3 separate regions of the Mus musculus genome follow, and all the other regions are linked to region 3. Evidence: chromatin contacts called from public promoter capture Hi-C data. All regions are on one chromosome and are shown on one strand. Each heading gives the region's core, a stretch centred on a gene start, on an enhancer-like site or on the middle of the called end of the contact. The rest is flanking DNA. Distances are from core to core; before and after follow the strand shown.

Region 1 (4,248 bases), core at 1,335-3,834, 2.1 Mb before region 3:
AAGAAGAAGAAGAAGAAGAAGAAGAAGAAGAAGAAGAAGCAGCAGCAGCAGCAGCTAAGAACATCAACAAAACCCAAGAAGAAGAAGAAGAAGAAGAAGAAGAAGAAGAAGAAGAAGAAGCAGCAGCAGCAGCTAAGAACATCAACAAAACCCAAACCACAGATTTTGAGCTACCTTGAAGGAAAGGTGAATAGAATCATTAAAATGCTGGATGCATGGATTTTTCTTCTTTTTTCTTCAAGATTTGCTTATTTTACATATATGGATGCTCTATCTGCATGTACACCTGTACACCAGGAGATGGCATCAGCATAGATGGTTGTGAGCCACCTTATGGTTGCTGGGAATCAAACTCAGGACCTCTGGGGAGCACGTAGTGCTCTTAACAGATGAGCCATCTCTCTTTCAATGATTACTCGGCCTCAAACTCCTGGCAATTCTCCTGCCTTCATAGTGCTGGGATTCTAGGTCTGGGCCACTCCTGTCTAACTGTACCATGGGGTTTTGTTTTGTTTTGTTTTGTTTTTTTTTTATATTACTATTCTCCTTCAGTTACCATCAAATCACCCTTGCTACTACTGGCCCTAAAACTAAATCACCTTTCTTGCCTCTCTTTTACATCTTGCTCCCTTTCCCTTCCTCCTTTCTCCACATGGTCATGGCTGGTCTCTACTTCTCTACTCTCTCCTTCTCTCTGCCTTTCTCTGCTTCTACTACTCTCTTAACTCCCCTCCACAAGCCCTAAATAAACTCTATTCTACATTATAAACAAAACAAAACAAAACAAAACAAAAAGCCCTAAATCACTGTAGTGGCTATTCCTGGTTGTCAACTTGACTATATTTGGAATGAACTACAATCCAGAATTGGAAGGCTCACCAGTGACCCTTATCTGGAGGCTTGGAGATAGAAGATTCTGATCTGGATCTTGGTATGGAGATCTTGAGGCATAGTGGCTATGGATTCCAGAGGATTAAATCTCCGAGTTCAAGGTCATCCGGGATTAAAGGTGTGGTAGAACACACCTTTAATCTGGGCTACACCTTCTGCTGGAGACAATATAAGGACATTGGAAGAAGGGAGTCTTGCTCTTGCTCCTTCGCCTGCTTGCTGTGTGAGACTGAGTGAGTAACTGCTGGATCCTTGGACTTCCATTCACAGCTGCGACTGAACCATTGTTGGGAATTGGGCTGGGGACTGTAAGTCATCAATAAATTCTTTTACTATATAGAGACTATCCATAGGTTCTGTGACTCTAGAGAACCCTGACTAACACAATCACCTTCAGGTCTAGATTTAATGATTTTAAAAAGTCACTTCAATAATCCAAGTCACCAGGTGTCTTATCTACACCAAGTCATGGGGGACCGTGCTATCTCGTCTACAGCTCATAAGTAATCAAAGTAAGTACCACTTTACAAACCCACTCACTGTAAAGCCAGCTTTGTTATTTAAATTTTCGCCTGTTCACCAAGTTGGAAGAGCAGAGTGTAGTAGCATAGGCCTGTAATCCTAACACTTGGGAAATAAAGGCAAGGGGTTCTGGAATTCAGTGCCAGCTACACAAAGAATTTAAAGTCAGCCCGAGTTACTCTGAGAAGCTCTGTCTCAAAAAAAACCCACCACCCAGAACTCCCCTCTCACCCAAACAAAAACGAGGGGTTAGGGATCTACCTCCTTTGTAGAGGGCTTTCTTAGCTTGTGTGAGGCTTGAGGTTCAATCCCTAGTTACAGCAACACAAATATCAGATCTAAATGTGAACTAGCTTTTGCCCAACATCAGCTTGTTGAATGGTTTCCTTTACTGTTTACTCACTAGACAGGTAGGGGACAGAGGAACGGTAACTTCCCTCTGGGGTGAGTGCACTCCTATTCACCCTCTTCCATCCTTTTAGACTAGGCATACTCTAAGTGACAAAAACATGAAGGTTCTAGGGCTGGGAGGTGTAGTTCAGTAGAACAGAGATTACCTACCATGCACAAGTCCCTGAGTTCGATCCCCACGACTGCAAATAGATAATGCAAAACAAAAACCATCCTGGACAAAAGATCATTTGTAGTGAGGTGCCTCCTATACACCTTCAGAGTAATTACTTTGTGGATCGTGCATTTAAACTTGTAAATATAACAGCTTGGTGACTAGTGAGTGGGAGTAGATGGTGCCTCAAACACTATTATGAATTCGACTTTCAAAAGCATCTAGCTCTCTGCCCAAACCCACCAAGTCGCAGTCTGTCTCTCTCGCCATCTTAATCTCTTCGGCAAAAGCAACTCTTTCCTGATAGCGAGAAGTCTGGCGAAGGCGTAGGGCCCAGTCTTCTTACAGAACCGACGGAAAGCAACAGCAAGACGATCGGAGTCCCGTAAACTACAATTTCTGGGGAGGAAGACGGTGGGTGGAAACCCTCCGTCTTCCAGTGTGGCAGCCCGTCTCCGTGGCAACCGGCTGCAGGCGTGGGAGCCCGGATGTTGTGGAGATCCGCAGTCGCTCCGCCCAGCTTCCGGTAGCCTCAGGGGTGCGGGCCGTACGCATCTTCGGGAGTCGTAGTTCTTTTTGCTCGCCGCGAGCTGGCAGGAGACGTAGGAGGAACTTCAAGTCCCAGCATGCCTTGCTGCGCCGCGCCTGCCACCGCTTCCCCGCTGCGGACGCCTGCGAGCAGGTTGTTGTTTTTATGAGGCGTCACTGGCGTCTGGAGCGCGGACGCCGCCACGGTGACAGCTGGCGCGGTCGGGCGGAAGAGGCGCTGTCTTCGGGTAAGACCCTGGGGCGCAGGTCGGGCTGATGGGGCGGCCGCGGGCTGCAACTCGTACCTTCGGGCGCAGCGCCGGGAGGCTTTCTCCTGGTGGATGCCTTGGTCCTCGGGCGACCTCGGGCGGAGGGCGCGACCTGGCAGGTGTTAGGCGCGGGCTCGCAGGCTGCAGCCCCGCGAGCTCGGAGCTGGGCGCCCCGGGATTCAGGTGCAGCTGCATCCGTATGCTGAGATGCCGCGTGCGTCACTCTGAGCCGGCTCGGAGGTCCCAGGTGTCAGGAATAGAAAAGTGTGCACCCCAGAAGTATACTCCTATTCAGCCCCGAAGCCTGTTCTCCGCCCGTTCTTCACGCTTCCCCTCCGGGTCCTTACCAGCGTTTGTTAGGCTGACGGCTTGTCCTAAGTAGCAGCTGCGCGTGTGTCGTTTGTGTTTACCTCTCATTTATCCCAACTCTGCCAGGGGCAGCGCCCGAGTTCTAGACCGCAACCAGCTGGGGTGTTTTCCTTAAGGGTGAACCATCATGCACTGCCCTCTCCCACTTTTGCTTTATTGGCTGTATGGGGCTGCTTGTCCCTAGAAAGGGCAACCAGTTGGTTATTCTCAGTTAGGGGTGCTATGAGACCTTTCCAGCAAGGTCACATAATGTTTGAAATGTCAGCACTAACTATCTTAAAGACCCAATATTTTTTCTTTCGCCTTTTTTTTTTTTTTTTGGAGTGGGTGGATTGGGTTTTTTTGGTTTGTTTGTTTTTGTTTTTTGAGGTAGGGTTTCTCTGTGTATCTCCACCTATCCTAAAACTTGCACTGTAGTCCAAGCTGACCTCCAACTCAGAAATCCGTTTGCCTCTGCCTTCTGAGTCCACCGACTAACTTTAAGATCCCAATCTTAATAGGTCTTAGATTTCTCAGGGGATATTTATCATGTATAACTGGTGTGAGTAGTTTGCTATTCTGACAAGCTCAAGTCACAGGGGAACTGAGAAGGTTGTTAAGGGTGAGTTAATGCTTTTGGCTTTTTTTTCTTGCTGTGTATCTCTGGCTGTCCTGATACTAATATATCCCAGGCTAGACCTGGGAGTTCTCTTGCCTAAGCGTCCTAGGCACTGTGATCGTAGTTGGGTACCATGGAGCCTGCTGTAAATGCTGTTTTAACCCTGTTACACCAAAGTTGAAATTCCAGTTAAAGGTGGTACCCCAGATATTTAGAAACTGAAGCAGGGGAATGGCAAGTTTGAGACCACTTGAGCAATATAGTGGAGAGCATATTTCTGTATAAAAAGACCGGAGAATGTAGTTCTTTGGTACAGTACTTGCTTAATGTATGTGAGGCCCTGAGTTTAAGCCCCAGGATGATCAGAACAACTCCTAGAACCAGTTTTGTACTGTAAGCCAAAGAATAGACTGTTGTGTTTCCATTGGAGTTTTAAGGATATTTAGTTATGAAGGTGATTGTCTAGGATGTGAAACTAAACTGACCTCTTTACGCTTTACTGTGTT
Region 2 (4,474 bases), core at 158-2,657, 2.1 Mb before region 3:
TATGTGTGTGTGTGTGTGTCTGTGTGTGTATACAGTGCCTGTAGAAGCCAGAAAAGACACAAGAGCTTGAGACAACATGCTAGGAACAAGAATAGAATAAAAAGAGGGAAATGGCAAAAAGCAGGATGAAAGTGAAACAAATCAGCAGGATGTTAGGTTCTCTGCTCAGAAGGACTGACAAAGGAGCAGAAGTTTGAGATAATGATCTGCTGACAAAACAGGTCAGGATCAGGAAGGGAGAGATACTAACACCAACTCTACTGATCCTAAACTTTCTGCAATAAATTATGCTGGAGTTTAAACATTTCCCTAAATGCTCTCCAAACTTTTTTTTTCTAGTTTAAAATGCAGCATTCTATGTGCAAATAACTTCTCTAGTACTTAATTACATTTATCATTCACATCAGACTCGCGTAATGTAGAAACTGGGCCTAAGGAAGTAGTGTAGAAGGAGCATTTAGAATAAATGAAAGATCTCAGTCATTTTTCTGCTAACAATGCACATGGCACTAAAGACGTTGGGCTGAACTACACGGCCTTCAAGTTTCTTGGCAGCTGAAGTTCGGTGTGTATTATTGAAGTCCAGTGTAAGCTACTGGGAAATGGATCAGTTTAAATCCAATAGATCCTACTATGGAATTGCAGCAAAGTTTATTGTGAGGCTTTTGGGTCTCAAAAATTGAAGTTTAGGTCCCTTCCCAGGGTTAAGGGAATGTACACACCAGTGCTCCTAGGATGGGTGACGGCGTCAGCCCCTGAACATCAAACGTTGCTTTGTATTTTGAGACAGAATATTTGTGTTTATCAGGGTGGGTCTCCAACTGAGGGCTCTGCTCAAGTCGTGAGATTACAGGCTACCACACAGCAAATGGTCAGAGCAAACCAAACGTCCTGACTCTAAATGTGCCTTGCTGTCACAATGTACACATTCCAGCTCTGCCGACCCATATCCCTCTGCATCCTAAAGCTCCAAGCTTTTTCCTTTCCAGAGCTGGGAATACAACCCAGCCTCTCCCAGGGAGCCACACCACAGCTTCTCTTCTCCTTTAGCAAAAAGTCACTTTAAACTATTTGTATGTAATTAAGTTGTGCCTGCGTGTGAGTGCGGTGCCCTCGGAAGCCAGAAGAGGGTATCAGATTGGAGCTCCTGGCGCTTGAGAGACGCCGAGCACGGGTGCTGAGCCTCGAACTCGGATCCTCTGGGAAGCAGTGCCTGCGCACGGCAGTCTCCTGTCCCCGAGCCCTCTCGTTTCCGTGTTCTGCTCTACTTCGTCCTCATTCTCTCAGAGGCAGCGGGGACACAGATACTCCAGACTCAAGTAGGACTACCGACAACTGCAATACCCAACATAGTGGGAGACCGAGGGTCCTACTGGACCCCTGACCCGGAAGGACCCTAAGGGCCGGAAGTGATGGCAACCCCGCAATCCCCGCTTCCCTAGCAACCCGATCGGCTTCCTAGCGACGTAAAGTGGCTGTGCAGTCCCTGGTCCCGCCATGCCAGTGCGAGTGAGCGAGTTCAGCTGGCAGCAGACGCCGGCCACGATCTTCCTGTCGCTGCCTTTGCGGGGCGTCTGCGTGCGCGATGCTGACGTATTCTGTGGGGAAAGTTACCTGAAGGTGGGCGGGGCGGAGATGCAGTTGCTGTGCGCCCCGGGAGCAGGAGCTGTCTTGTAGAGTGTCCATGGCTTTACTTTTTTAAAGTTAATTTTTAATTTACATTTTTTACCCTTAATTAATTTATTTTTGTTATGCTAAGGATCAAACCCAGCATCCTGTGTATGCCAAGCCACTGAGCTACATCTCTAGTAACTATGTATATATTAAATGTATGAATGCGTGCATTCATGAGTGTGCATCAGGTGTGTGCAAATGCCTGCGAAGGCCAGAAGAGGGGGGTCAGATCTCCTAGAACTAGAGTTACAGATGGTTGTGAGCCACGCAGGATGGAAGAATAAGTGCTCTTAACCACTGAACCATCTCTCCAGCCCCAATAGCTACAGGGGTGTGAGCAGGGTGGAGGGTGTCTTATTCTGTAGCCCACACTGGCAATCCTCCTGCCTCAGACTTCCAAGTGTTGGGATTAATGGGATGCTCTCCCATCCCTGGCTAAACCTCAACTTAAAGTTGATAAACAAGTCTAAAGCTGCTGAGATGGGCCAATGAGTTAATGCACTACCACCAAGCCTGACAGCTGCAGTTCCGTCCCCAGAAAGGAGAAAACCAATTTCTCACAATTCTCTGACCTCCTCCTGCGTGCCATGGCACTCAGACCCACACACATGCGCACAACGTTGTCATTAAAACAACAGCTGGGCAGTGGTGGTGCTCACCTTTAATCCCAGCACTTGGGAGGCAGAGGCAGGCGTATTTCTGAGTTCGAGGCCAGCCTGGTCTACAGAGTGAGTTCCAGGACAGCCAGGGCTACACAGAGAAACCCTGTCTCGAGAAACCAAAAAACAAAGCAAAACAAAACCAACCATCCAACCAACCAACCAAACAAAAATATCTAAAAAAAAAAAACAAAAAAACCAAACCAACAACAAAAACAAATCTGTTGTCAGTGTGGTGTCATCTAGACATATTCAGGTTCCAGATTTGCTTTCATCTATTGCGTCCTCATATGCTTTGCTAAATTATGCTGCCTGGAATAAATTCAGTGGGGTTTTGAGAAACATTTTACACACACACACACACACACACCGGGATGGAGAAGGGGAGGGCTGGCTTCAAACTGGCTCCCTCACTTCGTAGCTGAGAATGGCCTGGGATGTCTGAGCACCCTGCTTCTACCTCCTGAGTGCCCGGATAACAGGCCTGGGACACCACACCAGGAACTATGTCCCCACCCTAGCATGTTTGCTTTTTTTTTTTTTTTTTTCTGGAATAAACGGTTGTAAATTTTTTTGATTTACCTTTATTGATGTGTGTTGCAGATTTGGCTCTGTGCATGAATGTGTACCATGTGCTTGTCTGATGCCCTAGGAGTTCAGATGAGGATGTCAGATCCCCTGGAACTGGATTTCAGAGGGTTGGGAGTTTCCATGTGGGTGCTGGGAACAGAACCCAGGTTGTCTACAAGAATAAGTGCTCTTAACCACTGAGCTGTCTCTCCAGCTTTTTTTTTTTAAGATGGCAGTGTCTTTAATTTGTGTAACTAACTCAATGCCTCTCTCTCTCTCTCTCTCTCTCTCGTCTGAACAGGTTAACTTTCCTCCATTTTTATTTGAGCTGTTTCTCTATGCTCCTATAGATGATGGGAAGAGCAAAGCCAAGATTGGAAATGACACGATTCTTTTCACATTGTATAAAAAGGAGCCAGTTCTGTGGGATAGCCTTTCTGTGCCGGGTGGTAAGTTTTTAAGTGAAAGTTGTTCACTTGAGCTGGGTGCCATTCACGAGAGCTCAGTATGTACCTGTAAGCCAATATCAGAAAGCTGGGCTACATGAAACCTTGTCTCAAAAAATATTTTTCCCCCTCCGGTTGTCATGGTGACTCCAGGTGATGCTTGCTTACACGTCTCAGGTCTTAAGAGGCTGAAGTAAGAGGATCACAGTGCTAAACCACCCTGCGCCATATAAAAGATGCTGTCTCCATCAGGTTTCCACATTTTATGGAATTAGATCTAAAGAAGCCTTATCCAGATCAGTATAAGTGCTTCTCTCCTCAATAAAGCAAGTTAATGCTGGGCGGTGGTGGTACATGCCTTTAATCCCAGCACTTGGGAGGCAGAGGCAGGCAGATTTCTGAGTTCGAGGCCAGCCTGGTCTACAGAGTGAGTTCTGGGACAGCCAGGGCTACACAGAAAAACCTTGTCTCGAAAGACAAAAAAAAAAAAAAATTCATAATCCCGTCATAGTACTTTTCCTTATATTCCAGTTGATAAAGAGATGATGCAGAGAATAAGAGAAAAATCTATCTTGCAAGCACAGGAGAAAGCAAAAGAGGCCACAGAAGCAAAAGCTGTTGCCAAGCGAGAAGACCAGAGATACGCACTAGGCGAGATGATGAAGGTAAGCGACAGATTCCAGGGCACTAGAGGTGCCGATGAGCCAGAGTCAGAGAAGTAGTGCAGCCAGGAGTGGGGGTGCAGGCCACCAGGCTCCTCAGGAGGGTGAAACAGGAGGATCAGAAGTCGCAGCCATCAGCAACTGTGGTGAAACAGCCAGCAGTTGAGAGTCAGAGGCCAGCTTGGTTTACAGATGGAGTGCTAGGCAAATGATCAACTACTGCAGCTCACGAGTTAGGTCCTCAGCTTCTTGGCCACTGACCTGTGTACTGTCCCACCACTTCTCGTGTCACTCCCCCACCCCCACCAGACACTGAGCCTCCTACATGAAGCCTAGTGGGTTGGGGGAGGTGTGGACACGGACACACACAAAAATACACACACACAAACACGAGTGGGATCCACTGTTTTAGTGTAAACTGAAACCCAGGCTCTTATCCCAAGGCTCAGACACTCAAACGCAT
Region 3 (4,392 bases), core at 336-2,835:
GCATCTGCAATTTCAGCACTCCTGGGACTCAAGGGAGAGAGGTAAAATTGTTCTAGGTCAGCTACATAAAGAGACTTTACCACCACCACCACCAAAAGAAAAAAAACCCTTTCTCCTACCCCTCATCTTCTCTTTCTCTTACATCAGGGTGGTTGAAAGTATGTCTTTGAAAATTTTGAAAGAATGATTCCAATTTTATTTTTGTTCATGTAAATAAAAGTCACTTTTATAAGAACTCTCAGAGTTTTGAGTGTTTTGGTTCTTCCTACCCCCCCCCCCTCCGACTCACCAACCCATCATACTCAGTATTCCTCAACTGTCCTGACCGGTAGCTAATATCTAGAGGGTAAGGAAACAGGCACCTTCTACAGGCATGAAGGAAGTGTAAGAGACAGGAGCTCAACTCATTGCTTTGGATGCTCTGCTGGCTCAAAGTACATTTTGTCTCCTTTCACAGGCAGACAAAGAAAGGATGGAATCCAGAAACATCAAAGTGGTGAACAGTCTTCCTTCAAATACCCACCTCATGTTCAGACATAACTAGGGAGTCAGGCTTGTGCTTTGACTGCCATTGTACTGGTCTCAGAACCATGTCTCTAAAATTTCACCATTCACAAGGCAGAGGCAGGAGGATGGCGAGTTTGAAGAAAACCCGGGCTGCTTAGTGAGACCTGTCTCAAAACCCAACAAGCCAAACAATAAAACTGGATTCCCATGATAGGCACTGGCCACAACTTAAGGTTTAAAGAAGGAAGATGGACACATTTTAAAAGGCTAAAAATTTTAAAGAGTATTCCAAGTGAGCACGAAAGTGTGGCTGGAGAGAACATGTTGGGATGAAAAAGACCACATTCCTGTGTCCGTGTAAGGGCACGGAATAGACTGCGTCAAGACTGCAAACACTTGAGTTTCTCTCAGTAGGTTGCCGTTTTCAGGTGACTCCAGGATCAGCATCAGGTAGTGCTGTCACGATCAGCAGAACAAAGGTCTCATTCTGAATGGTGGCGAACCTATGTAAACGCCCAAGTCTAAGATGGGCCATTTCCCAGTGCCATCTTGTTTTCAGGTTCATTGGAGTTTCTGTGTGTTAGAGGCCACCCTATGTCCTTGCATCACCAAGGGTGCAAACCCAAATGCAGAGTGACCTTGAGCATCCTTCAAATTCCGGGTGGTGCAGCTTCCCGCCCTGCCGTGAGCAAGTCTCTTCTGGAGTTGCAGGTTCTCAGAAAGGCCTTTCCCGAACCCTCCCCTACCTCAAGTCCTCTCCCTACAAACAGCAGGGCCAGGAGGAGCAGCCTTGAGGCTGCCGGGTCTACGCGGGCACTCTAACCGTCGCTACCTCGAGCGGGACGCGCTCCCTCACTGCCCCACCTTCGCGCACACTGTGGGGGGCCACTCCGCCAAAGCAGGTTTGGGATGCCAGCCGCATGGGCCGAGGATGCTCGGTGCCCGCCGCCGATGGGAGGCAGCGTGAGCCCGAAAGAGCCGGGAGGGATCGCGGTGGCAGCGCTCGAGCGCAGCCTCCTCCCGCTCCCACAATGCACAGGGCGGCGGCGGCGGCGGCGGCGGCATCGCGCGCCGCGGAGGAGACAGAGGAGGCTACAGAGACCAGGCCTCTAAGGAGGCGAAGCGGCTGAGGAAACTGAGGGAGCGAGGGGGCGCTGAGGACGCGAGGCGACTGAAGAGACCGCAAGGGCTGTGTGTGTGGACCAGGCGGCTTGGGGAGACTGAGGCGGCGACGGCCGCGGAGGCTGGTACCCGAGTCCCCCGAGCACGCGCCTCGGGCTCACGCGGCCGCCGAGCCCTGGAGGTGATGACTGTCAGGCTCCCGCCCGCCGCTAGCGCCTGACGCGCCCCGCCCCGGCCCGCCCGGGCCCGCCCGCCAGCTTGGCCCGCCCTGCCCGGCCCGGCCCTTCCCCTGCTCCCCGCCCGCCACCGTTTCACCCGCGCGGGCGGCCGCCACGCGAGCTGCGGCCTCCGCCTAGGCGGGGGGCGTCGGCGCTGGGCCCGCCATGGCCGCGTCCGAGCTCTACACCAAGGTAACGCGCGCCGCAGAGCCTTGTCCTGGGGAGGGGTCGCGCGGCCGGGACCGTGGCTGTAGGACCGGCAGGTTCCACCGGACTGCACCCCACTGCCCGGCTGTACCTCCTTGCCCGGCTGTACCTCCCTGCTCTGCCTCCCGAGCCCATTTCGGATGGGATGCTCTTGGGCAGATGCTCGGGCCGCTCTCCCGGGACTCGTGCTTAAAATAACGTCCTGTGCCGGTATGCGCCAGGCAGCAGCCTCTCGGGGAGATTATTTCGGATTCTGCAGTTATGGCCAGTCCGCTTTCACCTTTAGCTGCCGGGTTCTTGCCATTTGCCCTGGGGTGCGGAGCCTGTGGGAAGATGCAGCCCGGAGATGGCGAGCTTATTCTTAGGCTTCTTGGTGCCTGGGAGTTTGCAACCTGCGCGTTATCCCCGAGAGCCTCGTTAGCTCTGTGTCCTCACCCTCCTTTCCGGCGAGCCTTTCCCTTTTGGTCTTCATTTAGGGGAAGTGGCAGCCTTTTCAATCTTAAACCGACGCCCATATTCTCAGGGTCTGGTAATCTCTGAATGGCGTATTTTGGAGAGACTGTTTAGAAAATCTGTGTTGGGCAGTGTGTGGTGTATGCATTCATGGTATCTTATGTTACGGTTTCAATGGATGTTTTGCCAGCTAATGATTATTAAAATTACCTCTAATTCCACTCAACAGAATTGCCTTAACTTTTCAAGTTCATGTTTTTACATTTTTACCAGAATCTCTTTCTTCCCGTCTCTCTCTGTCTCTGCCTTTGTCTCCCTCTCAGGCACGGAGATTGAATGTAAGGGCCTCATGCATACTAGGTAAACCCTTTACAACTGAGCTATATATAGATAGCCCCAGCTTTCTGGACTCTTCTTTTAGCAGTTTGGAATCATCTCTTGCACACGTGACATCAATAAGCCCAGAGCCCAAATTGCAGCCTTGAGGAAAGAAATCTGTACCTTTCCACCCAACTGTGTGACATTTGGCAAACTACATAACCTCTCTGGTTCAGGTTTCTTACTTGTAAATAGAGTGAATTTTATTTGTCCTTTTGTCCTTCCTTACAAGCTGTTGTGAGGATCACATTTAATACTAGTTGTGAAAGCTTTCTGTGACTCTTTTTTTTTTTAAACAAATATGAGGTATATGATTACTTTCTTCCAGCCATGAAATGAAGAGCTTGCATGAACCTGGGACTTTCTTTCTAGCCCTAGATTTAAGAAGTGTACAATTAGAACATTTCTCTAAACCTAGTAATTTTTTTTTTTCAGCATGGCAATTCTATAAGACTATCATTGGAAATTGACTAAAAGTTACCTTCTTAACTTACATAGTACAATTCTAAGTGTTTTGAAATATTAACTCATTTAATCGTTGCAATTTATGTATGAAGTAGATACAAGTAACAATTATGTCACTGTGACGAGCTGTCACATTGTTACATTGTTCTGTCCTGTCTGGCCCCCTACCAGGCCCCTGCTATCAGCCCATCTTGAACCTGGACCTGCTAATTATAGGCTGATAAGCAGAAATTAGGTGGGTGGTAAGTTGCTGGACTTCTAGATCTGTTTGTCCCCTGCCCCCACACAAAATATTTTGTAGGGAAAACTGGGGAAGGTGTTGTCATTTTTAAATAATAAAGTTTTGAGTTTCCATCACAGTGTAATAGAATTCATCTTATAGTCTTCCTAGATACAGACAGATTTAGTCACTGAAACTGAGGTTGGGACTTAAGGGGCTTTTTCCTAAATTTAGATATACCTCAGAATAGCCTGACTCTGTAGTTATTTGTGCACTGATCTGTGAATGGGCCTTAGTTTAATGACAGGAAGGAATATTTATTGAGTGTCCTGTAAACCAAATACTCTGTCTTGTGTTTAGAGTTTCTAACAGTGGACAAGTCATAGCCCTTTCCTCATAGGGCTCACAGTCTGTTTATTATATTCTTGACCCACTTTGAATCTCCAAAGGCATAAATAACCTGCTGTTACCTTAACAACAGGCTGGCAGATGTGTTAGCAGGACATAGGTGATGTCTGGATATGGCAAAGGTTGGACTTATTCTAGAGGAATGATTCTAGAGTAGTAAGTATTAGGAGAGGGAAGGAAACCATTAGAAGAAATGTCAGTATAACCCAAGTGTCTGTCCCTTGCAGATGATTGTAGAGAAGGAAGTGGTGGATAGATTACAAGGAAAAACATGTTACTGACATGGCATAATTGTGATATTCAGCATGTGAGTAAATATGAAAAGTGCCCTTTTAAAAGTTGTCATCAGACCTTTAAGGCAGATTTTGATGTGTGATACAGATCAGCTTCTATTACAGTGAAGGGCATGGGACT

Evidence for each region. Promoter capture Hi-C pulls out the DNA fragments that hold promoters and counts their contacts.
Region 1: a contact with region 3 is called in a promoter capture Hi-C map of erythroid cells, with 14 times the contacts expected there. The contact joins the promoter of Ccpg1 here to the promoter of Myo5a in region 3. A contact is called at or near these places in 2 of 39 promoter capture datasets (embryonic stem cells and erythroid cells).
Region 2: a contact with region 3 is called in a promoter capture Hi-C map of embryonic stem cells, with 4 times the contacts expected there. The contact joins the promoter of Dnaaf4 here to the promoter of Myo5a in region 3. A contact is called at or near these places in 2 of 39 promoter capture datasets (cranial neural crest and embryonic stem cells).

What each region holds. Positions count from the first base shown.
Region 1 is chr9:72,982,920-72,987,167 of GRCm38.p6, forward strand. It overlaps Ccpg1 (cell cycle progression 1), which reads left to right and starts at 2,585. Exons shown (of 9, transcript NM_001286544.1): 1 at 2,585-2,754. Ccpg1os (cell cycle progression 1, opposite strand) reads right to left here and starts at 2,457. Exons shown (of 2, transcript NM_001198789.1): 1 at 2,222-2,457. The coding sequence starts at 2,248.
Region 2 is chr9:72,957,378-72,961,851 of GRCm38.p6, forward strand. It overlaps Dnaaf4 (dynein axonemal assembly factor 4), which reads left to right and starts at 1,408. Exons shown (of 9, transcript NM_026314.3): 1 at 1,408-1,620; 2 at 3,205-3,352; 3 at 3,881-4,014. The coding sequence starts at 1,498.
Region 3 is chr9:75,069,621-75,074,012 of GRCm38.p6, forward strand. Myo5a (myosin VA) reads left to right here and starts at 1,586. Exons shown (of 41, transcript NM_010864.2): 1 at 1,586-2,039. The coding sequence starts at 2,013.